Regions from separate parts of the Bicyclus anynana genome. Here region 1 is linked to region 2. The links are chromatin contacts, called in public Hi-C maps. All regions are on one chromosome and are shown on one strand. The core of a region is the stretch at or near the end of the contact, and the rest is flanking DNA. Distances in the headings are between cores, read along the strand shown.

Region 1 (5,986 bases), core at 469-2,968, 140 kb after region 2:
TAACCTAATACATATATCTACAATAAAATGTCTATTCGAAGCCGTGATTTTATTTTAAGGTTACACTTCGTAAGCGACGTTAACCTTACTCTGTTGACGCGCCTACATTCTCTAAATCATACCTACCTACTTCAATCTTTTATAGCCTGAATAAAATATAATAAATAAATAAAAGAGTAATTATAATTTAGTTCCTAGACAATAAATATTAAAGAAGATAATGATTAAAGAAAATAAATAGTACTCAACACAATATAAGTTTTGAATAAAAGCAGGCGTTATTTACTAAAGTTCAATATGAATACTAAATCCTCAGATGTTGATTCTACGATGGACAATCTTTTGGAACATTGTTTTCAAATTGAAACATACATAAAGAATCTAAGTTGCGTTGTCGCTTGGATTCTTCGGTTTTCGCGAAAAGTTCTAACAAAATAAATCAATTATTATTTACAATATATAACAATTTATGTTTCGTTTTACTGAAACAGATCTAAAAGGCATCATAAAAAAATAAAATGTTATAAGAAGAGGTTGCAAGAAACCGCGAAAAAGTTTTATCTGAAATATTGGAGTACTCGCATGTAGGCATATTTGAGATAAAATTTCTTAATAAAGTCATTTCCGCCAAAACTTTTATCTCGAAATATACCTACAAGAAAACACTTTTATAAAGAAATAATATGTAAATAGCAATGCGAGCAATCTCTAAATTACGAATAAAATAACTTTTATATAAAAGAAAAACTCTAAAGTGCAAGGCCTTTTTAGGGTAACATTTAAGTAATGTCGACCTCAAATTTACAATCTCCGAATCACGAATATCATATCGTGCAGTGTATATTTATCCTTTTTAGACGTTAACCAAGTAGGTATTATTTACTTATTAACCGATTTATAAAAAGGAAAAGGTTTTAAATTATTGCTTTGTTATAAGTTATTGCAAAAACTTATTAACTAAATTTTTGTTTCTATTTCAAACAATAACCTCGCAGTTTACAATCTCCAAATTATAAATAATGCACTTCACAACTACTGCTAAACACACAAAGCTATACAATCGTTTATCTATTAACGTCTTTTTACGTCGTACGAACATTGAATACATCTTTTCGTAAAACCTTTCGCAAAACTTTCAGTTTCAAAATTCGCGTAATACGTTTACACAACGTGTTACACAACCTGCATTGTTTATATGAGGAAATTTATATTAATTTGACATTTTTCCGGGTACACTCGAGATCTGAGAAACCTTCAGAAGGCGTTTTTATCGCTCCGAAGTTATTTTTAAATCTGAGCACTTTTAGCTTTATAATTTAAACACTTAAATTATGTGTTCGTAGACCTTCGATATAATAGGAATAGTAAGTGTGTGACATATTAGATAAATGTGTGTGAAGTATGTACAATACTTTCAATTTCTTAACATCTTTCAGTACTTACGTGGTAAGGAAGTATCAAAGACAGAAGGGTGGACCGGGGGCGCTGTCGCAAAGAAAATCACAATGTACACACTTAAACGCCACACACACAATCCATCACGTCAACACAGAGTCAGGATAGTCTAACACAGGTAAGGTGAAGGACACACACAAGTGTCAATTTTGCCTTGTGTCCGAGGCACTCGCGACACAATTTTTCCGTAGTTGGAAAATTCTTGCCGCGCGGCGCGGACGACGCAGGCGACGGCGAATCGGCGACTGGCGTGCGCGTATGCCTCCATACAATAAACATTCGCTTTGAGAGTGGGGCGGACAATCGTACCTATATTTTTTTCAGAAAAGCAATACCTATACATAATTTTTCCTGTTTTAAAATTAATAATCCCATAGTAAATTATTAATTTTCAATGAGAACCCAGTTTCGCACAATCCTATCGATTATTGTTGTATACTTGCTGACACCCCGCCGTTACACCTACGTAGTTCCCATTCCCATGAGAATACAGGGATAAAATATAGCCTATCATACTCACAAATAGCGTGGCTTTCTAGTGGTAAAAGAATTTTCAAAATCAGTTCAGTAAATCCAAAGATTACTACCTATTTACTACTATTACTACCCCTAGAATACCACAAACTATACCTCTTTATTTTATAATTATAGATAGATAAAATTATTAACTTTGTCATAATATTTGTTTATTTCATTTATTTATTAATTTTTAAGGTACATTTCCATTATAATTTAATACATGACATAAAATAAATGACATTTTAAATATTTATTACAATGGAACCCAATGAGGGTGTTGTACTCGTAACTAGTAGAGAGGCGTATTTGATCTATTTCGGTCAAAAAGTCATTTATTTTATAGTAAACTTTTTCAAGCAAAACCTACCTACCTACTATTCCCATCTAATAATACAATTGAAAATATAAATATCTAGTAATTTTTTTTATACAATGCCAAGTTAAGGCTTGACAGCGATCACACTCTATGTTAAGTGACGTTGAATTCTGAGATAACGCGTTAATTTGAAAGAGATAGAGCTGATTCAATTATTATCACAGATTGTTGCTTGGCGGTTCATCTTATCTGGCTAGGTAATAATTCAACACGGCCAAACCTTACCAAGAGATCAGCGTGAATTAATTTTTATTAAATACTAGCTGACGCCGCGCGGTTTCACCCGCGTGGTTCCAGTTCCTGTAGGAATACAGGGATAATATATAGCCTATAAGCCTTCCTCGATAAATAACGCTAAAAGAATTTTTCAAATCGGACCAGTACTTCCTGAGATTAGCGCGTTCAATCAAACTCTTCAGCTTTATAATATTAGTATAGACTAAATAGAAAATATGAACATCACACTAATATTATAAAGGCAAAAGTTATGTAAGTGTATATATTTGTTCATCCTTTGCGCTGCTGCTACTGAAGCGATTTGAAATGGAAATAGATTTTACTCTGGATTAACACATACCCTCCTGTTCATCCCGGAAAAATCATGGATCCGCGGGATTTCTGAAAAACTGAATTCCACGCGGACGAAGTCGCGAGCGTCCGCTAGTCACATTATAAATCTGTGTTGTTTCTCTTTTGTTAGTATCAAATAATTATTAACAATAAAGTAACATATAAATATAGAGTTTCGCTGGATTTAGCTTAATTAATATATATCGGAACTACTTAAAAATAAAACTAAAATATTATTTAACTACCACTTCATAATACATGTTTTGTATGAAGCAATTATCAAATTAGGTTATATTACACAATATAAATATTACTGTAGATGCGAGTCAGTAGAGCAAATAACTTTACAGTTAGATATGAAGGTTAAATGTTATAATTAACACTTTAGATAACTCCACGTACTAACAAGAAAAAGAAAATTTATATAGTTAATCTTTCAATGAATAAATAGTTAATATTTAATTAAATTAATATTAAATTCACATTCGGATATATCGAACTGGCGGACGCCCGCGACTTCGGCACTTAGGCCTCCTTAATCCGGCCCTGTCACAAAATCCGTCCATATCGGATGTTTTCTAACTATAAACTGCCTCTCATCATCATCATCATCTTTGTACATCAAGCGGTTTTTGATATTTCGTAATGTGACCTTTTGCTTTTATATATATATAAATAGATTTACTTTAAATATAAAAATGAATGTGGGAAAACAAGCAAGTTTTAAGTCTGATGTTTAGTGAAAATTAAATAAACACTCGTCTATACAATTAGATTGAAGATTTATATATATAATTTTATATATAACTTCATTAAGTATCTACTATAATACTACAATTAATATATAGTAAATACTTAGTTCGTTGTTACACTAGTGACTGTGATGGTTAGTGAATGACGGCTAAATATTTGTCCATGCCAGCTCTTGCTCCTACCATGGCATACCATAGCATCCCATGCTCCTATCACACAACTAAGTACGACCATGGTGGTCTTAGAAGATATTCGTAGCTCAAATGTCTAAATATAAGAATATGAGAAATCATTTCCTACGATACGTCGACAGATGCTTGCTTCGTGGAAAACCTTCTAAAACTATCATTAAAGATAAAACTTTGAGTCTCTACTAGAGACTGATGCACCATTTTATATACCTGCTTTTTCAGCGTCAAAAAGTTTACTTAAATTGACAATGTCATGCTGGATCCCATCGTGTAGGTCGGGTCATGATGATGGTTTTCTTATCTGATTCAGTCAGCATCGGATAAGATAACTTGGCAAAGATCAAAGGCCACCGCCGCTAATTTATTTCGCGTTATGACGCGATAGGTACGCAATTTTCCACGAATTGTTTTTTTTATTTAAAAGTAAAATATTTTGTTTAGTTCAGCACTATTAAGATAAATTCACTTGATAAGCAAATTTAAATAGGCAACGTAATAATAATTAATTCGGTTTAGGTTCCGTATAACATATCTTTATATCAACATTTCATCTTCATCTTGGTTTTCATCCACCCGGGATGGGATTCAATTCATAATTTCTCCACGCAAATGAATATTGTGAAGCTAACTCTCCGCTAAGGTGATTACAATTAATTGAATGTTTTATTAAAGTTTTAATTTGAGTTTATTTAGAACCGACTCCGAATAAAAAAAAAACAAATCTGAAAGATTGTAATGACCAGACCTTTGGGATTTAATAAAAGCTGAAAGTTTGTACACATGCATTCACTTATTATAGGTAAGTAAGTAGGTACAGTAGGCAATTATGGAGCCTAGATCATGGTGGCTTAGGGAGATAGCTGGTTTCAATAGTCCATACCCTTATTTGTCCCAGTAGAAAGCGTAAGCTTTTTATATTTTTTTCGTAATATGATAACTATTAAGGGTGTATTTCTAATATTATTGTTACTTTTTAAATATATTTTTAGCGCCAAATGTAGTGTCCACAAGTAGACAACAACGTGGCCATCCAAGGTGGCGTTTTTAATGTGATAATACAAGTATTAACTCTAATTTGCCTGTAACCATAGTAACCATTAGTAACCATACCTTCAGACTTCAGACAACCTTCAGACAGTCCTTTTTTTATTTTTATTCTTTACAAGTTAGCCCTTGACTACAATCTCACCTGATGGTAAGTGATGATGTAGTCTAAGATGGAAGCGGGCTAACTTGTTAGGAGGAGGATGAAAATCCACACCCCTTTCGGTTTCTACACGGAATCGTACCGGAACGCTAAATCGCTTGACGGTACTGTCTTTGCCGGTAGGGTTTTAACTAGCCACGGCCGAAGCCTCCCACCAGCCAGACCTGGACCAATTAAGAAAATCTCAATCTGCCCAGCCGGGGATCGAACCCAGGACCTCCGTTTTGTAAATCCTCCGCACATAGTTAAGCATAGGGGTAGTAATTTCCCAGACAAGTTCTGTCACAAAAAAAAATTACAACTTGCCCCTTGGAAGCATAGCACCTTAAATTATGCACCTTAATTAGCCTTATGCCATTTTAGCAATAGTACCCAAATTTCAGTGACCATCAAAAGTATTGTCGTCAAACCGTAACCATGAAGGCTCAGATTACGATGACGCAAATTACGATAACATCTAAATAAGTTTTTTAATTAATGTCACTTTGTTTAAAGAAACAATTCATTCATAATTAATTAATCATTATACTCGCAAAAGCAGACCGACAAACGTTGTCCTCTCCAGACGTCGGTGTATAAATATTCACTAATTTGAAGATAATGTGGAGTGGTAGGGAGATGATATGTTGAGTTTATACAATACATGCCAATGGTTTTACCCCCGTAGTCACCATTCTCGGGAGAATACGGGGATAAAATATAGCCTTTCACACTTACAAATAGCATGGCATTCCTAGCAGTGGCGTGCACAAGGTATTTTACTAGGGTATGCACTGAATACCTTCAAATTGTACAAAATGAAAAATTCCTTTTCTAATACAAGTTCATGATGAGTCCTCAAGGTAGGCAATGCATGTATGCATCTACGAAGTGCACGCCAATGCTTTATAGTCTAGTGGTAAATAAATTGTAAAG
Region 2 (6,074 bases), core at 3,251-5,750:
CGTAGCTAAATATATGACAAGAAAAGCGCATGCGAAGCAAATAAATCTATGTTAGGAAGTTAAGAACCCCTTCTGTTAATATTAAGAGCGTATTGCAAACTGTTAATTAAAAAGTTAAAAATGTATTCGTAAGTAGAACGTATAAGGAAAATACAAAGTGACACGTAAAAATAATACATGAATACGAAGTACTTATAATAATTGATGTAAATTTTGAACGATCCGCCAAAATGCTTTTCGGGAATAAGCCCGCACATAAAAATGCCATGCCTTTATCTCATAATGACTTAATCGGGCGGAGAACGTAATTGAATATTGATGATCGTCTTTAATAGCAGAGTTGGGTTGATACGTAATAGGCAGGTTAGTTTATATTACGATGTCCTCGTGTCATTTAAGTGAGGTAGGGCCAACTGGTCCCTTTGACCTTACGCAACTTTCTTGTTAATGTGAGAAGATGTACCTACGAGAGGTCTTTTGAAAGGTTCGGCGCGCGAGAAGCCAATCATTATGTCGAAATAAAGGTGGGCGATCTTTGACTTACCATACACATAATAAAATATGAGCAGCAATAAATAAAAGCATCACTTTAAATGCTACGCTTGTTTTATGTTGATGAGTAAAAAAGAGCCATCGCATGCTTTTACGAAAGACCGATCGGTTTAATGTTGGACGCATGACTCATATACAGATGAAGGTCTCCAAGAGTATTTATATGTTTTAAATACATGGTTTGAATGGTGAGCTGTAGAACATGAGAGTGGGTAATGACTAAACTACGAACAGAGGAAAGTTCAAATCTATATACATGAGAACACTAATTTACTAAATAGCTGTGTAGGAAATAGAGTTTTGTAAAGATAGATTATTCACAAAGTGCTAATGAAGTCTCGGATTTGAGGGAATAGGTGTCATAGGGTTTCTTGTTCCTTCTGGAACATCGTGTTTGAAATGGTGAGGAACTAAATGAAATAATTGGCGTGCTTTGGGGGATAACAATCTTTGACACACGCCTACCTGCGGTCCCTCTATTGCACGCATCGTTCGCATATTGTCTCCTGCACATGTCTAGTCTGAAAGCCATCCAAATAAAATGCTCAATAAATTGCTTCATATCAAATCGCTGCCGCCTTTGTAGCCACATTCGATTCAATTCGAATATCCATCCGAACATGTTTGTTACCATGTTATAATGCGTAAAGCTTCACATTCTGTTTATACATCATGTCATCAGTTTCCCATAACCGAAACCAGGTGTCAAGGACCATAGAACGATGTCTATGACAACATTTCAGCGCCATTACCAAATCCTTTACCGCAAAAACATTAAAAATAAAAATTAACAAGCCGCATTATTTCACTCGTAAGCCTATGTTAATGCCGAGTAAACCAGTCGCAACCTTATAAAGGTTTGGTTAAAATTAAATTACCAGCGGTGCCTTTTGTACAGCGACCACCCTTGCGCCGTCGGCACATGTCATACCTGTTGGTAAAATCAGTTTTTGTGTCTTCATTCAACATCAGGACTTTTTTTGATGAATAAAAATGTGTTGCTTGTCTATGCTAGGATAACGTTTTTAAACTTGGAATAATGGCGCTAAATTAAAAGTATCTAAGAGTTTCTATGGTATAAGTAGCTGTACTTACCAGAATATCCTTGAAAGTGCTAATAAAGCAAAAGTTCGTAATGAGAAAATTGCTTATACGTGAACATTAAAGGCGTTTTAAAGGTCTATTGGTAAAAAAGGTTCTGAACCTTCATCAGTATTTATTATACTCGTTTTAACATACCTAAGCCTCTTTCTGCATATAAATCAGTCATTATTATTTTGAAGGAGGCATTTGAGATGGGTACCTTCTTCTTACAATTTTATACCTACAGGCTACAATGCAGAATGATTGTCTTGTCTCTAACCGGATTACTCAACATCTTAATACTTTAATGTAATAATCACGACTGAAATATGCCTAAATTGACAATCGAATTTATCACCGTTAAGCATATTTACTTATAAGTCAAGGACTATGTAGCGTTGCTATAAAAGATCATGACTTTTGTATTATGGATCAAAACAGTAGCGTACCTAATCATTTATTAGTGTTACGAATTTTGACCTGTACCTAAGCTAATATTGAAGTTTCAGACAAATGCCACTACTGTCACACCCTCAAATTGTGTACAGAACTAGAATTATCTGGCTCAAGGTCTTGCAGAACTATCGAAATTTGCAGCGGCGCAAGCTTGTACCTAATTCCGGGTAGCTACATTTTTTGTCTGAATTTATAAAGATTATTATTCTTAATCGATTGTTTCAGTTGTTTTATTTCATGTGTTATTTATTGACATGAACCTAACCAGTGCTGCAGACGTGCAGTTTTAAATGAACAGTCGAACTGTACAGTTAAATCGTACGTATGTCACTTCGTTAGTTTTATTTGCCTACAGTTTTTTTTTTAATAATTTTGGTTGAAATTTTGATTAGATAAAACTACCTACTATTGACCTACTACTAATATTAATACCTACTTAAAACTGACGGTCTGTAGCGAGTCTGAGTTTAAACAAGTTGTGACCTGACGTGACCTGTGATCTTCTGTCAAACATATGTACAGTTACAGTTACCAACTTACTTGGTGATAGCGACGGCGATGTCGTACACTGGCAGTCTTCTCTCTCTGAAGAGATACTTGCCCATGTCAGTGAGCGCGGCTGCCGAATCAATGGCATCGCGGCCCACGCGGTTCCTCTCTAAATACGGTGTCGCATCCCGACCCTGACGAAACAAAGCAATGTGGTTAATGCCTAGGCCAGGGTAGGCGAACCTTTATGCATCAACGTGCCATTTTTTCTAAAAAATGTTTAATGGGGTCATTGGCGTGCCATCAAATAATTTTGACTTTCTGATTATTTGGAGAATAACAATAATAAATACTATCAAAACTCTTCTGTTGCTGCAGGTTAGATGACAAATAATTTATGTCAAATACCTACTTTACACATGTTTTATGACCGGCGACGTGCCCAAAATATTGTGTCGCGTGCCATCAATGGCACGCGTGCCATTGGTTCGCCTACCCTGGCCTAGGCCGTACACACCGTGACAATATTCGTGACATTATTCGCGAAGGTGGAGAGAAGTGGCTGTTTCTTATTTGCCAAAGTATTCGCGTGTTTGGCCACACACGTCGCGATAACCAAAATATTCGCGATGTGTGCGGCCTAGGAATAAAATAGGTATATCTATCTTTTATACTAATACTAGCGGACCCGCTCAAGCTTCACTTTTACTTATTAATTTACTTATTTGCACTTCTTCCCTATCCCTACCCTACCTCTACTCTACCCCTACCCTACCCTACAACTACCTTACCGCTACCCTACCCCTACCCTATCCCTATACCATAAACCTACCATACCACTACCCTACCCTACCGCTACCCTATCCCTATACCATACCCCTACCCTACCACTACCCTACCCTAGGATTTAGGGGTTTGAAAAATAGATGTTGGCCGATTCTCAGACCTACTGAATATGCACAAAAAATTTTATATATTAGATTATAAAGAGGTAAAGTTTGTGGTGTTGTAGGGGAAAACGCCTGGGGAAAGGGGAAACCTCTGGATGTTCTGAACTGATTTTGAAAATTCTTTCACCGCTGGAAAGCATTAGTGACTGAGTGTCATACGATATGTTTTATCTCGCGGGAAAAGAAACTGCGGGGCGTACGGTAGTTCCTTCCTAATTAAAGAAGAATTATTTTAACACTTGCTGTGCCCGTGCCTCGCGGTTTCACATTTCCTGTGAGATGTGTCATGTGCTATTCTGTAAAGTATGATAATCTATCTCTCAGCTTAACACTGAAATCCATTCAAACGATCAGTTGTTATATTTATTTACGTTTCAATATATGCACCTAATTAAGGATTGTCTTGACACGAAGCTAAGTTAAGTCTATACGCGGAGAAAGTGAAAAAATAGGTAGGAGATGTGGGGCAGGCAACTTGAAGAAACGTTACAGGCAGTATGTTACTGCCAAGCCAACGAAGTTTAAAAAAAAGGAATTACCCACTGTCATCAGATTTCCGAAAAATCATTTGGCAATGAGTGGACAGGAACATGATTTTTGTTGACAGGTTTTTTCTTTTCTTTTTATTCTTTACAAGTGATTTGTAATAAAAAAAATGTTTTAATCTTGGGTGGTTAAGGGTCTAGTCTAGACCCTTGGAAGCTTTCTACCAAAACCACAACGGCCCGAGCTCGATAATAGCCTACCGTAAAAGAGTGTCAAACTTTTAGCTCTTATAAAATAAAGCAGATCTTGCTATGACAGGCTGTTACGTATTATTATCTAGGATGTTAATAATTATTACATAGTTTCCCGTGAATTTAAAGTCTGAAAGTCGTCCAACAGGCGACATTTACAAATAATCTCGATACCAATTAAGTAAAGTGTCTATTATAAATAAATAAAAATCACGCATAATTAACATATTTCGATGAAATGATAAAGCAATTTCCACATACCAATGAATCTTAGTAGTGATGTCTAATGCATACGAAGGTAGGTATCTGCCTGTCTTATGCTAACCACACACAGTAAAATATACCCATATGCCTGCAGCGCTGCCGGCATGACGTCCGGTAAAACTCATCGTGTGTTGGCTGTGGATTTCAGCTTTTCACAAATCCCGCGGGAACCATGGATGTTGTTATATCAAATCAAAATCAATCGATCATCTATTAAAAAAACCGCAACAAAATCCGTTGCGTAGTTTTAAAGATATAAGCATACATAGGGACAGAGAAAGCGACTTTGTTTTATACTATGTAGTGATGATATCGATATACATATTTCGGACCCTTATTCTATGTACTAGGTCTTTGATCAACGACCCTATTAGTTTTACCGGACATCATGCTGGCAGTGCTACAGGCATGTAGGTTTATTGGACCATCGGTATTTGGACCGTGGGTAGCTAGCATAATGAAACGTGATTTTTATGCAAACTTAACCTTGAACTATTGGCCAAAATTATTATGATCACCGGTTGCTTGCCTACTTTGATGGGTCTAGTAGCAAAGTAATTAGGTAAGTCATTATTATAATATTGACTTATATTTTAGCATATAACAAAATAGTCGTAATTTAGGTGAGGTGTTTAGAGGGGAGGGGGTCGAGCTGCAGTGGCGGTCACTTCATAGTTGCAAAAAAGCACGGCCTACCCTAAAGACTCAATACATACCTATGTTAGACCACAGAATAGACGAGGAATTTTCCAATTTTTACTTATAGGCACATATTGTAGTGTTTGCACACTCTCTGGGTGATCGGTTGATCACTCGGCTTATCACATCCAGTTGTTTGAACACTGTATCTACTTAGTACCTCGTGGTACGTACTGCTGTAGCACCAAAGTGCAACTAACTCCCCCTCTTGTCCGAGGCTTATATTTATAGACTCATCTATTGACAGTCTAGGCTGTTGACATATACTACACATATCCTAGTTAAAACCCTTAAGCACGCCTCTGTCGAGCTGTGGTACCTATAGGTATCTCCATGACTTTCGCGATGTATCATCTCTGTGACAGATAAAATCTCTAGCCAGCGAGCCAAGATTCTAGAGATCTCTAGATAATCATAGAAATGAATGGTATTTTTAAGATTCTATAGGGCGTCGAAGATTTTTGCGTATAATCAAAATGCAGAATTCCCCAAAATCAAATCAAATGATGACATTTTGATTGTTTTGTAAAATTCTGCACTTTCGTAACGACATCTCCTGGGGGACGAGGCCTGAAATCCACAAAATAAAGGCTTCATAAATCGTGAGTTAGTAACTTTACACTGTAATACCTCAGGTAATTAAAAAAAAAACACAGAAATATTTCGTTTGACCTACGAGCTACGAGGAAGTTTATCCCTGTCTACCCGATAAAAGTAACGTACCTATTTAACGTAACACTTCAAATTCAGAATCACTATGGTCCAAATTCAGAAAAATCTTAGGATAAACCAAGTTCTATTTTGATCACAGACTTTGAAATTAACAAAAATATATAATAAAAGC

What was found. Hi-C and Micro-C count contacts between places; a contact is called where the count stands out from the background.
Region 1: a contact with region 2 is called in a Hi-C map of whole body, with 1.8 times the contacts expected there. The contact joins the promoter of LOC112051535 here to the promoter of LOC112051541 in region 2. A contact is called at or near these places in 2 of 2 Hi-C or Micro-C datasets (whole body and whole larva).

The regions. Positions count from the first base shown.
Region 1 is chr2:14,268,321-14,274,306 of ilBicAnyn1.1, forward strand. LOC112051535 (A disintegrin and metalloproteinase with thrombospondin motifs 1) reads right to left here and starts at 1,719. Exons shown (of 18, transcript XM_052888523.1): 1 at 1,444-1,719.
Region 2 is chr2:14,129,265-14,135,338 of ilBicAnyn1.1, forward strand. It overlaps LOC112051541 (homologous-pairing protein 2 homolog), which reads left to right and starts at 4,501. Exons shown (of 3, transcript XM_052888558.1): 1 at 4,501-6,074. LOC112051535 (A disintegrin and metalloproteinase with thrombospondin motifs 1) reads right to left here. Exons shown (of 18, transcript XM_052888523.1): 10 at 2,632-2,774; 11 at 1,018-1,073.